Regions from separate parts of the Oryctolagus cuniculus genome. Here region 2 is linked to region 1. Evidence: chromatin contacts called from public Micro-C data. All regions are on one chromosome and are shown on one strand. The core of a region is the stretch at or near the end of the contact, and the rest is flanking DNA. Distances in the headings are between cores, read along the strand shown. Region 1 overlaps ITGB5 (integrin subunit beta 5). Region 2 holds the start of ITGB5 (integrin subunit beta 5).

Region 1 (3,680 bases), core at 748-3,247:
GCCGGAGCACACAGTGGGTGGGGGGCTGCAACAGGAAGCTGCCAGAGACAGCGACGCAGGGCCCCGGTGACCTGGGATCTCCCACTAGGCCTCACTTCTGAAAGGCTCCGTCACTCCCCCATCACCACATCAGGGGCCAAGCTTCCAACATACGAATGAACCGCACCCAAACCACAGCGTCTGTCGGGCACCCCACAAACACGCTCCGACTTGCGAAGCGTTACCAAGTAAACTGTATCTCAGGTGCTGCTTCACAAAAAATGTTTAAATTTATTTGAAAGGCAGAGAGGAAGAGTGGGGGGACACAGAGAAAGAAACAGACAGCCCTCCCACCCATTAGCCCACTCCCCAAATGCCTACCACAAGCACAAGTGGGCCAGGTTGAACCTAGGAGCCCGGAACTCCGTCCAGGTCTGCCATGTGGGTGGCAAGGGCTCCAAGTCCTTGAGCCATCACTTGCTGCCTCCCAGGTGTGCATTAGCAGTAAGGTGGATCAGATGCAGAGCCAGGACTAGAACCCAGGCACCCCTATATGGGGGGGGGGTCAGCAAAGCGTCTTAACCCTGGCCCCAACACTCGCCCCAGGACTGCAGTAATGGACATGTCGCAGGAAGCATGGTAAATGCCACGAGGCAGCCTGGTCTAACGGAGGGTGGGTGGGCTTGGGCGCGGGGACTGGGGTGTTCCTGAATTCAGAGCATGTTTGTTCGCCAGGTGTTTAACAATGAGCTGCTCAGTGCCGGGTGGTGAGCGTGGCACGGGGGCCATGCAGCCGTGAGGAAGAAGCCACGGCCCCTGTCTTCAGAGGCATCGACACACTCAAGAGGAGGCAGAGACATCACTCGAGTAACGCGGCTGCTCTGACGGGGCCCCACGCCTGGTGCCGGGGGCCACGACCTGGGCAGGAAGGTTGGTCAGGGAGGTGTCCCTTACAGATGGGATGAGGCGTGGACAGGAAAGCCAGGTGGGGGGGAGTGAAAAGGTGAAGATGGGACGGAGGGGAGGGAGGGCTTCTGCATAGCCCACCACACAGCGGACGCCGGGGAGCACAGGACGCACACCACCGAGACGCAGCCCCGGTGGGACCCACGGACCATGGCGGGCTGCGGCCAACACTGGCTCGCCGACCGGCTGTGGGATGTGGATGGACGGTGGGGGAGACTGCGTGCTGGGGCGGGCTGGGAGGTGGTGAGCTCTGTGCTTTCTGTCCAATCTCGCCGTGAACCAAAAATGGCTCTAAAAAACAAAGTCTATTAATAAAAAGAAAGAAAACCAGGGATACGGGGGAGGGGTGTCCCAGCAGAGCAAACAGTGCGGGCAAAGGGCCGTGCTGAGTCAGAGTGGCTGACTCAAGGTCACAGAGGCGGAGACAGGGCAGTGCCAGGGTGGCGCAGGAGAAAGGCCCTGTCTTGTCTCCTCTCTGCCACGTCGGCATCCCAAGCTAGCAGGGGCCCCTAGCCTGGCGTGAGAGACAGATGCCCCACCTCGGTCACCGCAGAGGTCATGACAGCGGTCACTACAGTGGCCTCCTGGTCTTCCCCAGAGACACTTCCTGAGAGCAGAGGGGGAGGGCAGGCCCTGGCGGGTTCACACTGGAGGGTATGGCGGGATGCATACTCTCACCCGTGCCCTCCTGACTGTGTCCAGCTGGAAGCCGGCCAGCATCTCCTCATCTCGGCACAGCAGCTGCTGGCGGGGCAGTGACACCCATGGCACAGCAGGCCGTGGCTAGTGGAAACCCAGCCAGTGGAGAGATCCAAAGTGCACATTAAACCCCAATTACCTGTAACCCAGACAGCTGCGGACAACCTTCGGTCACCCCACCTGACAATAACGCATGCCCAGATGGAACCCGATACTTGCACAGGGCTTCCGGAAGGCTCTGGGGCGGGGGGGGGGGGGGGGAGGCGGGCAGGCAGCCTGGGATCCAGTCCCAGAAACCCAACGTGCAATCAGCTGGCAGACAGGGAGCCCAGGCAATACCCACAGGTGACACGGAGCACAGGGGAGGGGCTGCCTTCCTCAAGGGAAGACCAAGTTGTCCTTGGAAAAACAACAAAAGTCTGAGGCTAAAAGCAACCAGGGCAGGTCAGCAGAAAGCAAAGCCTCGATGAGGGGCGGGGAGCGGGGGAGGCAGAGACGGAGCTCCTCCTGTGGGACCGGGGCACCGTGCACCTCCTACAGGCTGCAGCAGCCCCTGCTGGGCCTCGCTCACGCAGAACCAGGAAGGAGACGAAGGCGGAATCGAGAGCCCTGAGAGAAGACGGACAACGGGTGAGACCAAGTCCTGGAGGGAAAGGAACGGGCAGGCGCAGCTGGAAGCGTGCCGGCGCTCCTCCCCTCCAACCCCGGCCCCAGCATGGGCATTCTGGACAACAGGATCCTGAATCCACAGCCCCTCTCTCCTCACTGCCCTGTGGCCGCTGTCCAAAGCACCCAGTCACTGGGCGTGGGCTTTAGGCTCCGCCAAACCCTGGCTCCACTCCTTGCTAAGAAAAGGCGTCATTAATCACCGACATACTCGGCTGCCTCACCTCCAAAATGGGAGCCACTGCCAATACTCCGTGGGGTTCTTAGAGGAACCAAGACACTGGACCCAAAACATCTGGCCCATGGAGGATGCCAGGCCCAGGGCAGGCCGTTCTTAGTCTCCAGGGGGCCACAGGTTCCATGTTCCTGAGAAAGCCGAGGGGAAGCACCATGGTCTCCTCTTTGACCAGCAAGTCCCGGCCAGCAAGACTCGATCCAAACCAAACAGTGCATTCGCCCACAAACTCACTGTGTTGACTGTTGGGCTTAGTCACCCACCTGTCTCTGAGAGGACAGAAATGCTGTAAAAATGTCACCCACACAAAGCAAAATTCGAGAATCAGGATGAAGGGGAAGGGGGAGAGCGCCGTAGGCAGGACTGTGTGGGCAGCCAAGGTGCAAACCAGCAGATGGGCGCTCCCTCTCTCTCAAAAAACAACTCCCCAAGCCAGAGTCTGCCTGAAGGGTCTGATGACAAACGCTAGGGCGCTAGGAGGCACGCGGGGCACCACAGACCTCATTGCCTGCTGCCTGCGAGAAGCAGCTCGCAGCATTACTGTGCAGCCAGCAGGTACCAGCCATGCCCAAGCACAGAGACGCTCCTCTGACCTGCCAGCCGAGTGCTGACAGGCAGCAGGGAGCCCAGAGGCCCCTCTGTCCACCCAAGGCCAAGGACGCTCCCTGTTTCAGGAGAATAGGGATGCAGCCGCAGTTCCAGCCTGGATCACTCGGCACCCTTCCACCCGCACAATTGCAGGACAAACACCTCAGAGTCAGCTTCCAGAGAGCCCTGGGAGAGCAATCAAAGTGGTAATGGGAGAACCCATTATGCAGACCAAGGAAAAGCATAGAATGGGTTCAGTCACTGGCTTCCAGATAAAGATAAGCAATTAAAGGCAGGCACATTCTCCAATTGCAGTCCAGCTGGGAACAGTATCTTGGAAAAAAAAAATGCCTGCAGTGATGAGAGAGGCGCTCCCTTAGCTGTGAATGCTGTGAACTTGCCTCCATAGCAGGAAAGAACACAACTCGAAACTTCCACTCACAGAAGCAGGGTCCTAATCCTAAAGAGGAACAGTTTCCTTCTCTTTGCAAAACACCAGGTCCTGAGAAACACAAGCAAGCAGCACAGGCCACAGACAGAGGTGGGA
Region 2 (3,680 bases), core at 305-2,804, 50 kb after region 1:
CCGCCGTAAGGGGACAGTCCCGCACCGAGCGATCCAGCATCGCGGCCATGCGACTGAATGGAGCACCCCACACGCGGCGGCCAGGGCTTCCTAAGGGGAAGGGGAAAGCTTGGAGCTTCCTGCCTCCTTTCTTTGCTTGCGGAGGAGGAGGAAACAGCTTATCTTTGGGCAGCCCCAGTGCGCAACAGGGGACTCTAGCCTGGGCCTCCCGGCTGCAGGTCCAGCCCTCTCCCAGCTGCGAGAACCGACGCAGGTACCCCAGGGTTCTCCAGCGGGCCGCCAGCCACCGCAGTGCCGAGCCGGGCCGCCTCAACAGCCCCCGCACAGAGAGGCGTGTGAGGCCCGCAGGACTGGTCCATCGCGGCACAAAGCCCGGCAGAAGGAATGAGATCGGTCAGGCCCCGCGCGGCCCTGGCTCGGGACCAGGGTCTCCCCTCGGGTGTGCGGCGGCCTAGGCGAGGCAGTGCTGGGAGGCGGAGACCGCAGGTGGCCCGGACGCGGTGAAACCCCGGGACTCGTCGTAAGGGTCCGGTACCCCGCGTGCCAGGACCCGAGTCCTCCGGAACGCTGGCTTTGGCTCCGGGCGTCGCGTCCCGCGCTCCGCGCCGTCCTTCGCCTCCCCGGGCCCAGGCAGCATCACTCCGCGCCTCCCGCAGCCCGCCCGCCCCCGGCCGGCCACAAGGGCCGCTTTGTGCGCGCGGCTGGAGCGCCCCGGCCCCAACGCTGGGCTGGCCCTGCGCGCGGGCGCTCGCGGGCTGGGTCAGCAGACGGGCCGGGCTGTTTACACAGGAAGGGAGGGCTCCTCCTCCGCCCGGCACGGCACTAGAGGCCGACGACAACCTGGCGGAGCTGCACGAACCGGGTGGCGCAAGTACCTCGGCAGCCCCCCGCCGGCTGTGCCACCTGGGCGTGCCCCGAAGGCGCCCTCCACTCGAAGGCAACGCCTCCCGGCCCGGCCCCCGAGCGCGACAAAGTTTCTTTCCGCGCGGCCGGCGGTGCGGCTTACCTGGGAGCCGGGGCACCAGCGCGCAGAGCACGAGCAGGCAGGCGTACAGGGGCGCCAGCGCCCGCGGCATGGTGGGCGCCCGGCTCAGGGGCGGCGCGGGCGGCGGGCTCCACGGGGGCGGGTGTCCAGGGCCGAAGCGCGGGGGCCTAGGGCCGGGGGCCGCAGCTGCATACCCCGCGCGCAGCTCGGGCTCACGGCGTTCGCGGCCCGGCGGGGGCTGGTGGCGGCTACGCTGGCCGGAGCCCGGCCGCCGCCACCAGCCCTCCCGCAGCCCTCGCAGCCAAGGTCCGGGGCCGCCGCGGACCTGGCCGACCGGACGCCGGGTGGTCGCCGCTCAGGACGGTCCCGGCGGGCTGCTTTGAGCAGAGCCTAGGAGGGCAGGGACCGGACCGGCGGCGGCCGCGACTGGGCTCCGGGACGCGCCGGCCGCTGAGGCTGCCCGCACGCCGGCACGCTCCGGCCCTCGCCTCCGCCCCTGCCTTTCCTCCCTCCGGCCCGCCAGGCTCCACTTTCCTCCTCTCCTCTCTCCTCTCTCTCTCCCCCGCCCGGCCGCCGCACGGTCAGTTTACAGCCAGGCGGGACGGGGCGGAGCGAGCTCCGGGGCCAAGGCGGCTCCGCCCTGCGGGGGACCCGCCCGGGACGCCGAGGCCCCAGGGCGCCCAGGTGGGAGCCCCTTCCGGCGCGCGTGGGGCGGAGGGTGCTCTAAACCCCCGGGAAGAGGCTCGAGCGCTTTCTAAGGCGGTCGCTCGGATTAGGGTGCGGGACGCGCTCCTGGAGCGAGCAGGGGCGACCAGGGCTAGGCCGGGCGAGACCTGAGGAGGGAGGGCAGGTGGGGCGGGGCTGGGGGGTCGTGCAGCGCCGCCTCGGGGACACGGGACGTAGAGAGCGCATGGGCAGCGCCAGGTGTCGCGCTGGGAAAGCAAGGGAAGCCTGCGCGCATGGAGGCCCCGGGGGAAGCCAGTTCACTTATACTGACGTGTTGCCTCTCTCGAGGATTCCAGACAGCCAGTGTGCCTCCAGCTTTGATGTCCCTCACCTGGATAGCTGGTAGTTTTGGATACATGCCAAAGGCCACGCTCAGGCTGGAGTCTTAACATTTACGTTTGAGCTGGGCCTGTGCTTGACAGTAAAGGGTGAGCTGGGACCTCAGCCAGCTCCTGCAAAGGGCACGAGAGTCGTGGTGGGACCAGGACAAATGGGTTGGGACTGGAATGGTTTACAGGCATGCGAAGAGGTGGCATTCCCGTAGAAGAAGTGGTTTTGGGTCTCTAGCGTGCAGACAGAGCTCCATGCTCCCCAGGCCCTGTGCCAAACACTTGGACCCATGCTAACTCACTGAATCCTCACCACAGCGCTGCCGAGCGAGTAGCAGCTGGCATCCCTTTCCCAAAAGTTCGGAACGACTTGACCAAAACCAGAAACAGCAAGGAGCAAAATGGTCACATCTTTGCAAGTCGACAGCAAGGGAAAGAAGGCTTGCCAAGGCCACCCGGGGAACTGTCCCAACCGCCCAGCTTCAAGACTCTGGATCTGAATCTTCAGGCCCCTCCCCACCTGAGCCAAGGAGGGGCCCCATAAGGCTAGAAGAAGCAAACTTACTGCAGCCCACAGCAACCCCTACCTCTCACCCACAAACTGCATGCAAATTGTTGAATACACCATATTATCCACATGTTTGTCCTGAAACACTTTCCGGAAAAACCGGCCCCAGATTTACCTTGGGACTCCCTGCCCCTCTGGGCAGTGGCCTTGGGGCTACTCCCATCCAAGCTTGAGAGGCAGTGATAATAAATAATGGGAAGCTCGGGGAAGAGTTTGAACTGGGAGATATCTAGCCAAGTGGCAGAGATGAGTAGGATGGAGTCGATGGAATGAGAGCTGAGTCCCAGAAGCTGGGTAGATAATGTGTGAACAGGTCTAAGAATAGCTTGCATTTATGAAGCATTCTAAAAACTTGGCCAGTGGGGTCACTCTTCTCTACCCTTACTCGAGTGCTTGCCTAACTTGAAATATCCCAGTACAGACCACCACATACCTGGGCTGCACCTGGAAAGTGCTGTGCTCAAACCTGCCCCGCTCTCACCTGCCCAGACCTGCCAGAAGCCACTGAATCCCGAGCGATCCCTGCCCCATTATCTTAGCGCTGGCTTAGAGATGCTGCTGTAATTCCTCTGAAGCTTTTGCTTTCTGGTGCCTGCCTGCCTTTGTCCTGTGTGAGAACCCATGACTGTTTATTAAGCTGCTGCAGATCAGAGGTGCCCCTCAGGGCCTGCCTTCCTCCTGCTCAGTACTGGCTCCCCTGGGGCAGGGGGCAAAGGGAGTCCTTTCTGATGGCCCTTGAACCAGTCTCCACGCTGGCCCCTTCAGGAACATTCCATGCCTGAAGGAGGCTGCTAGTGGCATCAGTTTGACTCCCAGGGTTGAACCTGGATATTAAAGACATTGTTGTTATTGTTTTAAAACAGCATTAGTGGGGCAGGAGTTGTGGGATAGCAGGTACAGCCACTGCCTGTGATGCTGGCATCCCATATGGACACTGGGTTCTGCCCCAGCTGCTCCACTTCTGATATAGCTCCCTGCTAATGGCCTGTTAAAAGCAGCAGAAGATGGTCCAAGTGGTTGGGGCCCTGCCATCCATATAAAACAGCTGGCTGAAGCCCCTGGCTCCTGACTT

What was found. Hi-C and Micro-C count contacts between places; a contact is called where the count stands out from the background.
Region 2: a contact with region 1 is called in a Micro-C map of ear pinna, with 2.3 times the contacts expected there. The contact joins the promoter of ITGB5 here to the enhancer-like site in region 1. A contact is called at or near these places in 6 of 6 Hi-C or Micro-C datasets (ear pinna, embryonic fibroblasts, liver and 3 more).

What each region holds. Positions count from the first base shown.
Region 1 is chr4:81,066,789-81,070,468 of mOryCun1.1, forward strand. All of the region lies in intron 5 of ITGB5 (integrin subunit beta 5), which reads right to left. Among named protein-coding and RNA genes, the nearest start is that of ITGB5, 50 kb to the right of the region's middle. Within about 2 kb of position 1,998, at least 3 of the 8 cell types and tissues checked have an H3K27ac peak or open chromatin away from gene starts, as enhancers often do. A contact at or near this core is called in ear pinna, where this site is marked.
Region 2 is chr4:81,117,170-81,120,849 of mOryCun1.1, forward strand. ITGB5 (integrin subunit beta 5) reads right to left here and starts at 1,555. Exons shown (of 15, transcript XM_017347042.3): 1 at 1,007-1,555. The coding sequence starts at 1,076.